Linked DNA regions of Zea mays: all the other regions are linked to region 2. The links are chromatin contacts, called in public Hi-C maps. All regions are on one chromosome and are shown on one strand. Each heading gives the region's core, a stretch centred on a gene start, on an enhancer-like site or on the middle of the called end of the contact. The rest is flanking DNA. Distances are from core to core; before and after follow the strand shown. Region 1 holds the start of LOC103632694 (cytochrome P450 81Q32). Region 2 holds the start of LOC100285971 (acyl-CoA ligase). Region 3 holds the start of LOC100216714 (glycosyl hydrolase family 81 protein).

Evidence for each region. Hi-C and Micro-C count contacts between places; a contact is called where the count stands out from the background.
Region 1: a contact with region 2 is called in a Hi-C map of leaf, with 7 times the contacts expected there. The contact joins the promoter of LOC103632694 here to the promoter of LOC100285971 in region 2. A contact is called at or near these places in 2 of 25 Hi-C or Micro-C datasets (both in leaf).
Region 3: a contact with region 2 is called in a Hi-C map of leaf, with 6 times the contacts expected there. The contact joins the promoter of LOC100216714 here to the promoter of LOC100285971 in region 2. A contact is called at or near these places in 3 of 25 Hi-C or Micro-C datasets (ear, leaf and tassel).

The regions. Positions count from the first base shown.
Region 1 is chr7:108,941,101-108,944,732 of Zm-B73-REFERENCE-NAM-5.0, reverse strand. It overlaps LOC103632694 (cytochrome P450 81Q32), which reads left to right and starts at 2,244. Exons shown (of 3, transcript XM_020541026.1): 1 at 2,244-3,212. The coding sequence starts at 2,271.
Region 2 is chr7:109,298,258-109,302,009 of Zm-B73-REFERENCE-NAM-5.0, reverse strand. It overlaps LOC100285971 (acyl-CoA ligase), which reads right to left and starts at 1,694. Exons shown (of 15, transcript NM_001158860.2): 1 at 1,620-1,694; 2 at 954-1,298; 3 at 728-857; 4 at 372-622; 5 at 59-263. The coding sequence starts at 1,210.
Region 3 is chr7:108,813,864-108,817,635 of Zm-B73-REFERENCE-NAM-5.0, reverse strand. It overlaps LOC100216714 (glycosyl hydrolase family 81 protein), which reads right to left and starts at 1,497. Exons shown (of 1, transcript NM_001143119.1): 1 at 1-1,497. The coding sequence starts at 1,321.

The DNA of each region.
Region 1 (3,632 bases), core at 995-3,494, 360 kb after region 2:
CGCATATCATATCATGCATATATCTTACGCATTGCATTCATTAGATTGTAATCTTGCCGACGGAGAGTACGTGCTCATCCCCGAGCAAGGACCTGTCCAAGAGTAGGACCAGGAGCAGGCTTCAGAGGCTGCTATTGAGGATCTCCCCGCAGCCCCAACAATTGAAGGCAAGCCCCGGTTTTATGCATAACCATGTTATTATATGCTACTTTACTACACTTAATGCTTGTAGGATTGCAATGTGCACTTAAGTGTAGGAGTTGCTTGAAACCTCTAGTTGCATGAACTTAGGATTCCTTTTTGAGATGAATACTAGTATGCTAGGTCGAGTAGCTGCTTGCTAATCAGGGTCTCGGTAGAAGTCGAGTGATTTTTCTAGCACTCGCGCGAGGTCAGGAATTGATTGTATTCATCTTGATAATGGGATATATGTTGGTCCGTGGACTTGGATCCAGGGAGGATGCCTTGTCCATGAGACGGGAAAAATGAATTAAGGATTAATGTGTGGATACCTGAGTCAAGCTTTTGAACGTACTAAGCACATGCCGGGAAAAATGGTAACCGGTAAACCTAGTACCTGAGTGAAGCCGGGCGCGGACTTTATCCCTCATGCGACCTGAGACAGGGTCTCCCATGCTAGCTATGGTGGGTACAAGTGCGGTCACTGCACGGCGGCAGCCGGGGTCAGTGGAGCATTGTATGCCAAGGCGGTGAGGCCTGGACGCGAACGGGGAATCGATGGGGACGGTTGTCATGTGTGGGGACGGAGTACCCTGACATGCCGTGTGTTTAGGTTTACCTTGCAAGGTTTTAAAACTCGATTCGAATCGTCTGCTTCTCGCAGCTAATGAGACTGCTTGATTCCTTGTACTGCATCGAGTAAGAAGTGAAATGTGGATTACATGAGATAACTTGTTGATTGAGCTAATTGCTTGTTACCATGTATGCTTAGAAGGAGCAAATCTAGCTAAGTTAATGATGGTAGAACTTGAAAAGCTAAAAATTGATTTTAGAAACAGCTAGTGCTTTTGGCAAACCAAACCCCTCAGCCAAACAGCTGCATAGTCTAGAGGTAGAGGAGTAGACTCCTCACACCGGTTAAGTCTAGCTGAGTATTAGTATACTCAGCCTTGCTTGTGGCACCATTTTTGCAGGTACCATGCAGGATGTAGTTGATGGTGTGACTTGGCCTACCACCCTGCCACCGGGTTGGACGGTCGAGTGGGATGTTGCTCCGGCAGGAGAGGAGCATGAGGAGTAGTGGGCTAGGCCTTGCCCATTTCCTCATTACCGATGACATCGATTATCCGCTGCACTTTATTTTGTGAACTTTATGGCTACTCAAGAACTCCGATTTATGTAATAACTCAGCACTTAATTTGAGGTTTCCTGTTTTATTGTATTTCTTCTGTGACTCACCTTCGAGTGAGATTGTGGAATTTGATCCTGGTTAAGTGGCTCTATCAGACTAGATCTGAGGGACTGACGGGTTATTCCGGTTTAAGTGCGTTACGGCCCCTGAGGCGTGACTTAGGCACTTAAGCTAGAATAATTCGGGTGGTTCTGCCACAGTTGTATTCGTTGGTTTGTGTGAACCAGGCGATCTAGCTCTTGCTGGTGTATGATTCGAGACCCATCTCAGCATCAACACATTTTCTCTCTCAATAAGATGACAACAACTTAATAGTCACACCCCCACAGGATCTCCAATCACATTGACATTACATCATGATTTCATATGGGTCTCAATAGAATCTCCCTTGACACATAATCTATCACTATGTGTGAGTCCTATGAGTCTAACACTATCACTCTAAAGTTTCTCAATTTTTTAGAGCTAGTTTGGAACCAAAGGGAGCCAAACCTAGGGTAGGGAAACCATCCACAAATAACTAAATGTGTTATTTAAATGATATCCACATGGATTGCTTATCATAGAAAAAGGCAGGGATCCTAAAAGTATTTGAGTTTCCAAACTAGCCCTTATTTATCTTGTAGTCTTCGTGTTACCCCTTAGAACCCTTCTTAAGAATCACCATGTGAATATCTCACAATTGTTGTCTCATTCCTATTCTATCATCACTTGAAGCTAATGGCAAGTTGCCAACGCTGTGGGGCCGCGGGGGGCCCAAATACAATTCCTTCTACAATGCCACGTGCCACCAAAGCATCAATGATAGAGGTTATTGATCAAGCAGGTAGCAGCCTATAAAGTTTCCTCGCTCCCAGTCTCACACTCTCACTCCACGGTGTGATCTGAGTAGTCCACCATGGATACCTCGAACGCCTTCGCGGTCGTCACTCTCCTCCTACTCCCGCTGCTTCTCGCCCTAGCGCAACTTGTACGACGTGGATCTCCCCAGTACCCGCCGGGGCCGATGGCTCTTCCTGTCATCGGTCACCTTCACCTGCACCTCTTCGAGAGGCCCCTCCACCGCACCCTGGCGTGCCTCGCAGCTCGCCACGGCACTGTCTTCCAGCTCTGGTTCGGTTCCCGCCGCGTCATCGTCGTGTCGTCGGCTGATGCCGCCAAGGAGTGCCTGGCCACGCTCGACGTGGCGTTCGCCAACCGGCCGCGTCTGCCGTCAGGCCGGATCCTCTCCTACGACTGGACCACCATGGGCACCTCTAACTACGGACCCTACTGGCGGCGCGTCCGCCGCATCACCGTCACCCATATTCTCTCCGTGCACTGGGTGCAGCAGTTCGCCGACGTGCACGAGCGCGAGACGCGGGCCATGGTGCGGGGCCTCTACCGCCCCACGGCCCGCAACGGCGTGCGACGCGCTCGGGTGGAGCTCAAGTCGCGGCTGTTCGAGCTGCTGATGAACGCCATGATGGGGATGGTGTGCGCTAAGAGGTACTACGGCTGCGACGGGAAGGAGAACGAGACAGAGGCGGAGGTGAGCGAGGAGGCGCGGTGGTTCAGGGAGATGGTGGAGGAGACCATGGAGCTGAGTGGCGCGTCGACGGTGTGGGACTTCCTGCCGGCGTGGGCACGGTGGTTGGACGTGGGCGGAGTGGGGCGCCGGCTGTGGCGGCTGCGGGAAAGCCGGACTAAGTTCTTGCAGGGGCTGATCGAGGAGCAGAGGAAGGAGATGGAGAATGGCCCGCAGCCGCAGGCACGGAAGACCATGATCGGAGTGCTGCTTACGCTGCAGAACGAGGACCCCGACGCCTGCCCGGACAACCTCATCCGCACCATGTGCATTGTCAGTAATCACTAATCACCTCCTTTCCTACTGGGTATTTGCTTCTTATTTTACGATGAATCTTCTGGGAAAAAATCCCTATTTATATCTCCAAGCATACTGATCTATCATGTCCCTAATCCCTATTCATATCTGTCTGACAACGCGCCCGGCAATAGTTGGAGGAGTATTCGGCTTGCTGTGAAAAGCACCGCTGAAATCTTGCTCACGATCCAATGTCAGAATATGAAGTTTCATGCATGGAGTTCATGGTCTGGATCCTCTAGAAGAAAGATGCGTGCCTCTGATATTGACATAATTGTAAACATACTGTTTCTTATCTCTAAAACCATAGACAAAATATTGGCCTGAGCATTTATTCACTAAAATTTATCTCACTACTGATCGAAAGCCAGATCTTGCACCATATTTTGAAAAGGT
Region 2 (3,752 bases), core at 445-2,944:
AAAGTATCAGCAAATTAAATGAAGGAATCAACCAGTACCAACAGGGCTAGCGAGATACCTGAGTAAAAATTGCCTTCGCTTCTGATAACTTCAACCTCATTGATATTGCAGGTGCAGCAAAACTGTCTGCAATTGAGACAACCACATATCCCGCCAACACGATCGCAAGGTAGATCACAACAGCATTGACATCCATAGGCATGTCAATAGCAATTGCAGATCCCTTCGGCAGTTCCAGGGCATCAATTGCATTGGCCACTAGGCTGCTCTAGACATAGGGAGAGAAATTGGTTACAGGATCAGATTATGATGAATCAAAAGCTTGGCTATGATCAAAACTGGCAAAACTTCTTAGAGCAGTATACGGTTACCAAACTTTCTTCCTCAAGTCCTCCAAAGACATGAAGTTAAGAGGATCAGAGTCCTTCCCTTCATCCCTCCATACAATGGCCGGACCGTCGGAGCTCCTCCCGGGTTTAGCAGTCAAGCAATTAACAGCAGCGTTGAGCTCGGCGCCTGGTAGCCACTCGCCACCAGGATATGCAGTGTTCTCTCTCCAGATGCAGGATGGCTCTACGCTGAATTGGATACCCATATCCTCAAATACCATCTTCCAGTACGCCTGTCCTTGGAACCGACGGATCGGTCTGAGACGGTAAGCTCACTTTTGCAACAGTAACAAGCAACAAACGGAATCAAACAGTACAGTAGTAGTAGCTTATATCACCTCTGGGTTCTCGTTGGAGAACTTGTGGAGGTCTGGGAAGCTGGTGATGGGATCCTTGTACGCGTCGCCGATCAAGTTCCTACCACGCGCCTCGAGGACACGGCCGACATTGGTCAAGACAGACTCCTTGCTGAAAAAGTTTTCCCCGCAAAAATCAGAGGGACTCGGAAGAGGTAAAAAAACATCTTTTAGGCGAGTTGGTTGAACGGAAAGATCGGGGCTTTACGGGTCGGGCGTCCAGGCCGGCGGCGTGGGGGACGGGAACCCGGCGAAGCAACCGTAGTAGAGCATCCGGTGGACGGCGAAGGGGACAGACGGACAGAGCACGGACCGGCAGAGCTCGCCCCACACTTCGGTGGGTCCGTGCGAGTCGAGCGCGCGCCGGAGCGCTGCGTGGAGCGCGGTGGCGTCCGACCCAGGCGCCGCCGCGGCGAGGTCGTCAACGGTGATCGCCCCAAGGGGCTTGTGCAACGTGGTGGCCATGGCGTGGCGGTGGCCGGTGGCGCTGCTACAGCTAAAGCTGCTACTGATGTTGAGCAGGAAGATGAGAGAAGAAGGCAGAATTCCTTTCCTGAATAGAATAAAAGTACGGAGTATATAGCAGCAGCAGAACAGAAGAAGATTTCTCGGACCGGTACACCAAACTCGAGAGCAACGTAAATAGAATAATACGAAGGCGGAATACAACGATTCATCCTAAATCCACGTATTCGTATTTTCATTCATATTTAAATATTTCTCCCTTCTCTATATCCCATCTTTTCTTCGATCATTATTCCTATTCAAGTATTTGACTTATACATCAGTTTTAAAATTTTAAAACATACAATATTTATAGTACTATAATATATATTGTTATCAGATAATCAAATTTAAAAATAATAAAACTTACAGTTACAAATGCTCATTAGCAAAGAGGGAGAGATCATTGCTCCTCTTGAAGGGTTTTTTTCCTTCTCTCACCCTCAAGAGAGGGAGGAGGAGGCGGTGCCATTCGAGCGTTTATGAAGGTGTCCACATACGGAAAATTGCAGGAGAGCAAAGAGCAAACGTGGTGGACTGTTGGAGGTTGCTTAAGATTGACTTTTTTTACTTCTATATTTAAACGAGCTTCCCTCTTATAAGATCCATCAATATCCTCTAAAAGAATCATCTATGTTCTCTAAAGCAACATCTAAATAAAGAGCATTTTTCATTAATTATATATAGACTCTTTTCCTCTTCTATATCTATTTTTATATTTTAGACAACGAATTAAACAAAAATAAAATATGTATAATATATTTGATGGTATAATAAATACATACAAAAAATCTAAAATAGAATATATCTTTAATACGACGGATGGAGAACAAGACATAGAAAACGCTTTTGTAGAAAAATAATATATAGAAGAGAGAATCATTTAAAAGTGTAAGGAGTGTTTGGTTTCTAGGGACTAATGTTTAGTCCCATCATTTTATTTTATTTTATTCTATAAATTGTCAAATATAGAAACTAAAATAGAGTTTTAGTTTCTATATTTGATAATTTTGGAACTAAAATGGTATAAAATGTAGGGACTAAAAATTAGTCTCTAGAAATCAAACACCCTTTAAGATAAATATAAAAGAGAGAAAGAGGATATGTTCGGACACAGTCAGTTAAGATAGAGGGGAGAACTGAGCTAGCCATTTAACTTTTTTTACCTAAGATTAATTCTTCAGTTGTACAAGTTGCTGCAGAGATAGGCAAGAACCAAACCAGTCGGTACTCCTGCTCCAACTAATAATTGGGGCATACAGACGACATACGGAGTACAGTGGACAAGTGGCCGAGAAAAATATGATATCCCGCAGTCTTTACATGGCACGGGGAACGAGCTGGGCGACATATAATTTGCTCCGTTAACGTCTTCGTAGCATCTTTTTCCCCCCTTTCAGTTTTGTGACTCAAGCGGACTCTTTGATTGTATCTGATACCGACCGTAGGCTCTCTTTCGACACTTTTTAAAAAGTTCTACCAAATATTTTGTAGGCGAAATAATTTTTCAGTAAAAATAGAGAAGCCGAGGCCTTTGGAGCAGAACTCTTCAAAGACGGCTCTACCTCCGTTGAACCAGCCTCTCCTGCTATGCCAAACACTGAAACGGCTTTTTAATACATATTCACTCTATGTTTAGAAAAATGCATTATTATTATATGTATGATATCAAACAAATATCATTAGTTCCATTACAAAATATATTGTTATAACAAACTGATTTGGTGCTATAAACAGTATATTTATTAGAAACTTGGTCACAAATAAACCTCTTTAACTGACATGCAATCCATAGTCGTATTCTTTTTTTTCTCTCCTCACAGCCGCAGCGCTGCCCTCTAGCAACTCTCAAGCCGGCGGATTTTTTCTCCCTCCCTCAGACATACCTTTAAAATTTTTCCCTATATTATTTTTTTGCATAACATCATCAACATTTCATCTCCTTTTTTTTATCTTCCACAGCAGTTCCTCATATATTCTCCCCTTATACCGCACTACAACTATATTATTTAACTATATTTATCTTTTATTATTATTTTTTCAACTATTAAATAAGTGAGCACTCTGTAAGGGGGGGCTACAGTGGTCCCCTTGATCTAGGAGATAGGCACGCGACCTCCCCTTGAACTGCAACACGTAGAGGTCCCCTACGCATATACAGTGCAAGGGGAGGGGGCACGACGCGGCTGCCGCTGCATGCAGCCTCATTTCTTGCTGTTGCCCTGGACTGTTCATTCCTTGTATTTTATGTACGTAAGTAATTTATAGCAGAGAAAAAATTAATAGAAAGTAGTGAAAGAAAATAATATTTTATATTATAGTGGGGTATATTGGAAGAATTAAAAAAACTGTTACTGAAGATAAAAAAGAAAAGGATGAAAACTTGGCGATATAGCACAAAAAAAAGATATAGAAGGAAAAATATAGAAGGCCCACTGCGAACAGTCTTAGAAGAAGGGACCGGTGGTTGTGACATACATGTAAGATAAGATCTATCACCCTC
Region 3 (3,772 bases), core at 248-2,747, 480 kb after region 2:
GGTCGATCTTGGACAGCACCGCGATGGCGTACAGGAAGTAGCCCAGGTGGTAGTGGTGGTCGTTGTAGATGCCGAACCCGAAGTCGGCGCCGGAGTCCTTGAGCCCCTGCAGCGTCACCAGCCCGCCCCATTTGGCGTCGTAGAAGAAGCCGTTCCCCTGGAAGCTGCCGTCCAGCCACGGCGTCACAGCGGCCTTGAGGAACTGCTGCACCGCCGGGATCACGTCGGGGCACCCCACCTCCTCCGCGATCAGCGCCAGCCGCGCCGCCCGCGCGATCGCCTTCCCGTAGAAGTAGGACGAAGTGGTGGTTATCGCGGTGGACGCGAGGCCGGCCACGTCAGCTCGCAGCGCGGCCACCACTTCGGCGACGCCGTCCTCGCTAACGCCGCGGGTCGAGTGCCACGTCGGGGAAACAGGGTCGGTGCGCAGGACCCAGGCGTCGCCGACCACGCCGACCATATCGCCGTCGATGCTCCGGTACCGGAAGTCGTCGAGCACCCGCACGGGGCAGTCGTCGGCGAGCAGGCGGAGGTGGAGCGGATGCGCGAGCATGAGCAGCTCCCCGGGCCCGTCCTTGCGCCAGGCGTAGTCGACGCAGAAGGGCCGGCTCAGGGCCGCGTGGCCGGCGGTCGGGAAGCAGCGGCTGTAGCGGTCGAGGACCGGCTCCATGGACGCGTCGGGGAGGTAGGCGACCCGGATGGCTCCGGCGAAGCCAGGCGCGGAGAGCTGCGTGGTGGTGGTCTGCGCGAGGCGGATCGGGGCCGACGCGTAGAGGAGGAAGGTCTGGCCGCTGTTCATCCCGAGGCGCCACTTGGTGCCGGAGTCGTCGCAGGAGGCGACGTCGAGGAAGGCATGGACGGACGCGACGGAGATGTCGACGGCGCCGGCCGTGGTGGTGACGGTGACGTACGGGCATCCGCGGACGAGGTGCGCGCGGAGGGACGGGGAGACGTCGAGCGTGACGGAGAGGTCGTCGAAAGCCGAGACGCAGTGGCGCTGCGCGCTCCCGGCGGCGTCGGAGACGGTGAGGTCGGGGACGAAGGTCTGGATGACGAAGGACGGCGAGTGGTTCCGCGAAGGGTAGCAGATGTCGAGAGCGGCGCCTCCGGGGGAGCGGACGGAGTACGGGTGGACGTACTCCGGCTGGTCCCCGTTCTTGAGCACGAAGTTCTGGAAGAAGGAGTTGGTGGGGAGCGGCGCGGCGAGGAGCGGCGGCGCGAAGAAGCGGGACGGGTCGGGCACCACCGTGGACGTTGCGCGCGGGAACACGGGGCCCCCCGGCGGCGGCGCCGGCGGGCGGTGGCTGCCGTGGTGCGGCATGGCGGTGGGGACGAAGGGGGGAAGCTCCGGCGGCTGCGGCGGGATCGAGACGGGTTGTGAGGAAGGCAGACCGGGTTGTGCGGGCCTGGGCCTGGGCCTAGGCCTGGGCTGGGAGAAGGCGAAGCGCGGCTTGGTCGTGACGATGCGGGAGAGGGTGTGGCCCAGCTTCCTCGTCCACTTCCGCATCTCGCCGCCTGCTCGGGCTGGTGCTTTATACCCCTGGCGTGGTATCGGTTGGGCTGGGCTTTGACTGGGCCAACGCGGTGAGATCTGACAACAAACAGTCCTCCGGATCCGAGGCGACAGGTCGGCGTGTCCCTGCGCGTCACACAGTAGAAAAAACGAAATACTATAGATGTTTTAAAATCTTGGATTTTGTAATAAGCACCGGAGCCACGGGTATGGTGTTTAATTTTGATTGGGTGGACAGCGATGATTAGCGGCTAAGCGTTGGAAACGCGGAAAGACGCTTGAAGGGAAGCAATGATTTAATTATGTCATGTTTTCTTAGCACACGAGGATGATTGTACTGGCATTGGTTGAGCTGAAGCGAAGGGGACGGGAGGAGACGACAATGAACACAAACCTGATCTGGAAAGAGACACACGGGCGTGGAGAAGGTGGAGCAGTTCCGACACGGCCTACCTCGTTAACTAGATGGAGATGGAGATGGAGATCAGGGACGCCGGCCTTCTTCGCGTCCTTTGGTTGGAGTGGTTGCGATGCAGCTGGATGGACGGGTGGTTACCCTCAACCGCGGCCGCCGCGGCTCACGTCGACTACGAAGACGCAGCAGCAGCAGCGCAGGACGACAGGACCCCGGCCGTGTCCCGCGTCGTAAGATTTGCTTGGCACCGGCGGGGCCGGGGGCGGTTGGTACGTGCGGGCGACGCCACGAAACGTGTCTCCGGCGATCAGATCGGTCTGATGTGATGTGAATGTGGCCTCTTCCCGGGCGGCGGGCGAGGGAAGCAAGGGATGACGGGCTTGCCGTGGCGGCGAATGCTTGCCCGCGAAGCGAGTGGCAGAGCCAAGACGGCCGGCAACCGCAACCGCAAGGGGCCCGTCGGGCTCGTCGTTGCTTCCTTCGTTCCGGGGCCAACACGAAGCTTTGTCTGATTGTCTCCGGTTGGACGCGCGCGGCGGCAACGAAGAAGCCCGCCATGTACCAATGCATCCCACGTTGCTGCTCTTCTGCTTGTTCCACTGTCGTCGCGCTATTGACATCAACTGATATTTCCTAAGTCAAAATTCATCACAATTCATTACAATACACTCTACTCCACATTGAATTTAAATAACCAAACAAAGCCTCTCTCTGGTTATCCTCGTTCCATGTGGATTGGAATTGATGAGATTACTAGGAATTTAAACTCATTTAATCACATCCAATCCACGTAGATTGAGATTAAAACGAGCAGGTCCTAAAACTGTGCTGGGTGTAGCAAAGGAAAAAGGGAACGAACAAGAGCGGGATGGGTAAGACATCACTCTTGAACTGAAATGGGGAAGGCGGCTTTAAAATGCAGGTATAGGATAAGCATCAAAGTAAAGATCGAGGGATGACAAGGGTTAAGGTGATAACGGACAAACACACAACAAAGGATGTATTTTAGACAAAACTTGCAAGGTATCAAAGAAGAGGGAGCAGTCAATGATGAAATAGATGAGGCTTTATCCTCGAACATGGATGGAAAAGAGGAGGCTTTAAAGGGTAGGTTCCAAGTAAGCATGAGGGCAAGGGCATAGATATCACGAGGGTTTAAAGGCGATAACGGACAATGATGTAGAAGAGGAGGTAAATGCGCATAATAACCAAGGATATAAGTACCATAAAGGATGGAGTTCAGACAAGACCTGCAAATGAAAAAGAAGGAGGTACGTCCAAGGGCCAGATAGGTAAACAGCCACTCTCCAATTGAGGTGGAAGAGAGGAGATTTTAAAGAGCCATAATAAAGATGAGTATCAAGGCAAGATCGATGGATGACAAGGAGGTGGTGATAGCAAATAAAACACATAGCAAAGGATGGAATTGAAACAAAACTTGTAAGGCGACAAGAAGTGAAAAGAAATCAAGGGAGAGGTGGGTAACTCGCAACTCTCAAACTAGGTTGAAAGAAAGGGGAGGATTTAAAGGATAAGTTTAAGGTAAGCATTTAGGTAGAAGACATAAATATTGTAAGGGCTAAAGGCGATAACGGAGAAGGGTGTAAGAGAAAACATAAAGGCATAGAAGAGCAAGTGGTACAAATACAATAACTAATGGAGTTAAGTCTAGGCCTACACGCGGTAAAGAAGAGGATATAGTCAAGGGTGAGATAAGTAAAACATAGCTCTTGAATTGAGATAGAAAAGAGGGGATTTCAACAAGCAGACCTAAGATAAGTATCAAGGCAAGATCTACAGATTACAAAGGTAAGGATGATATCAAACAAAAGCTCCACAAAGGA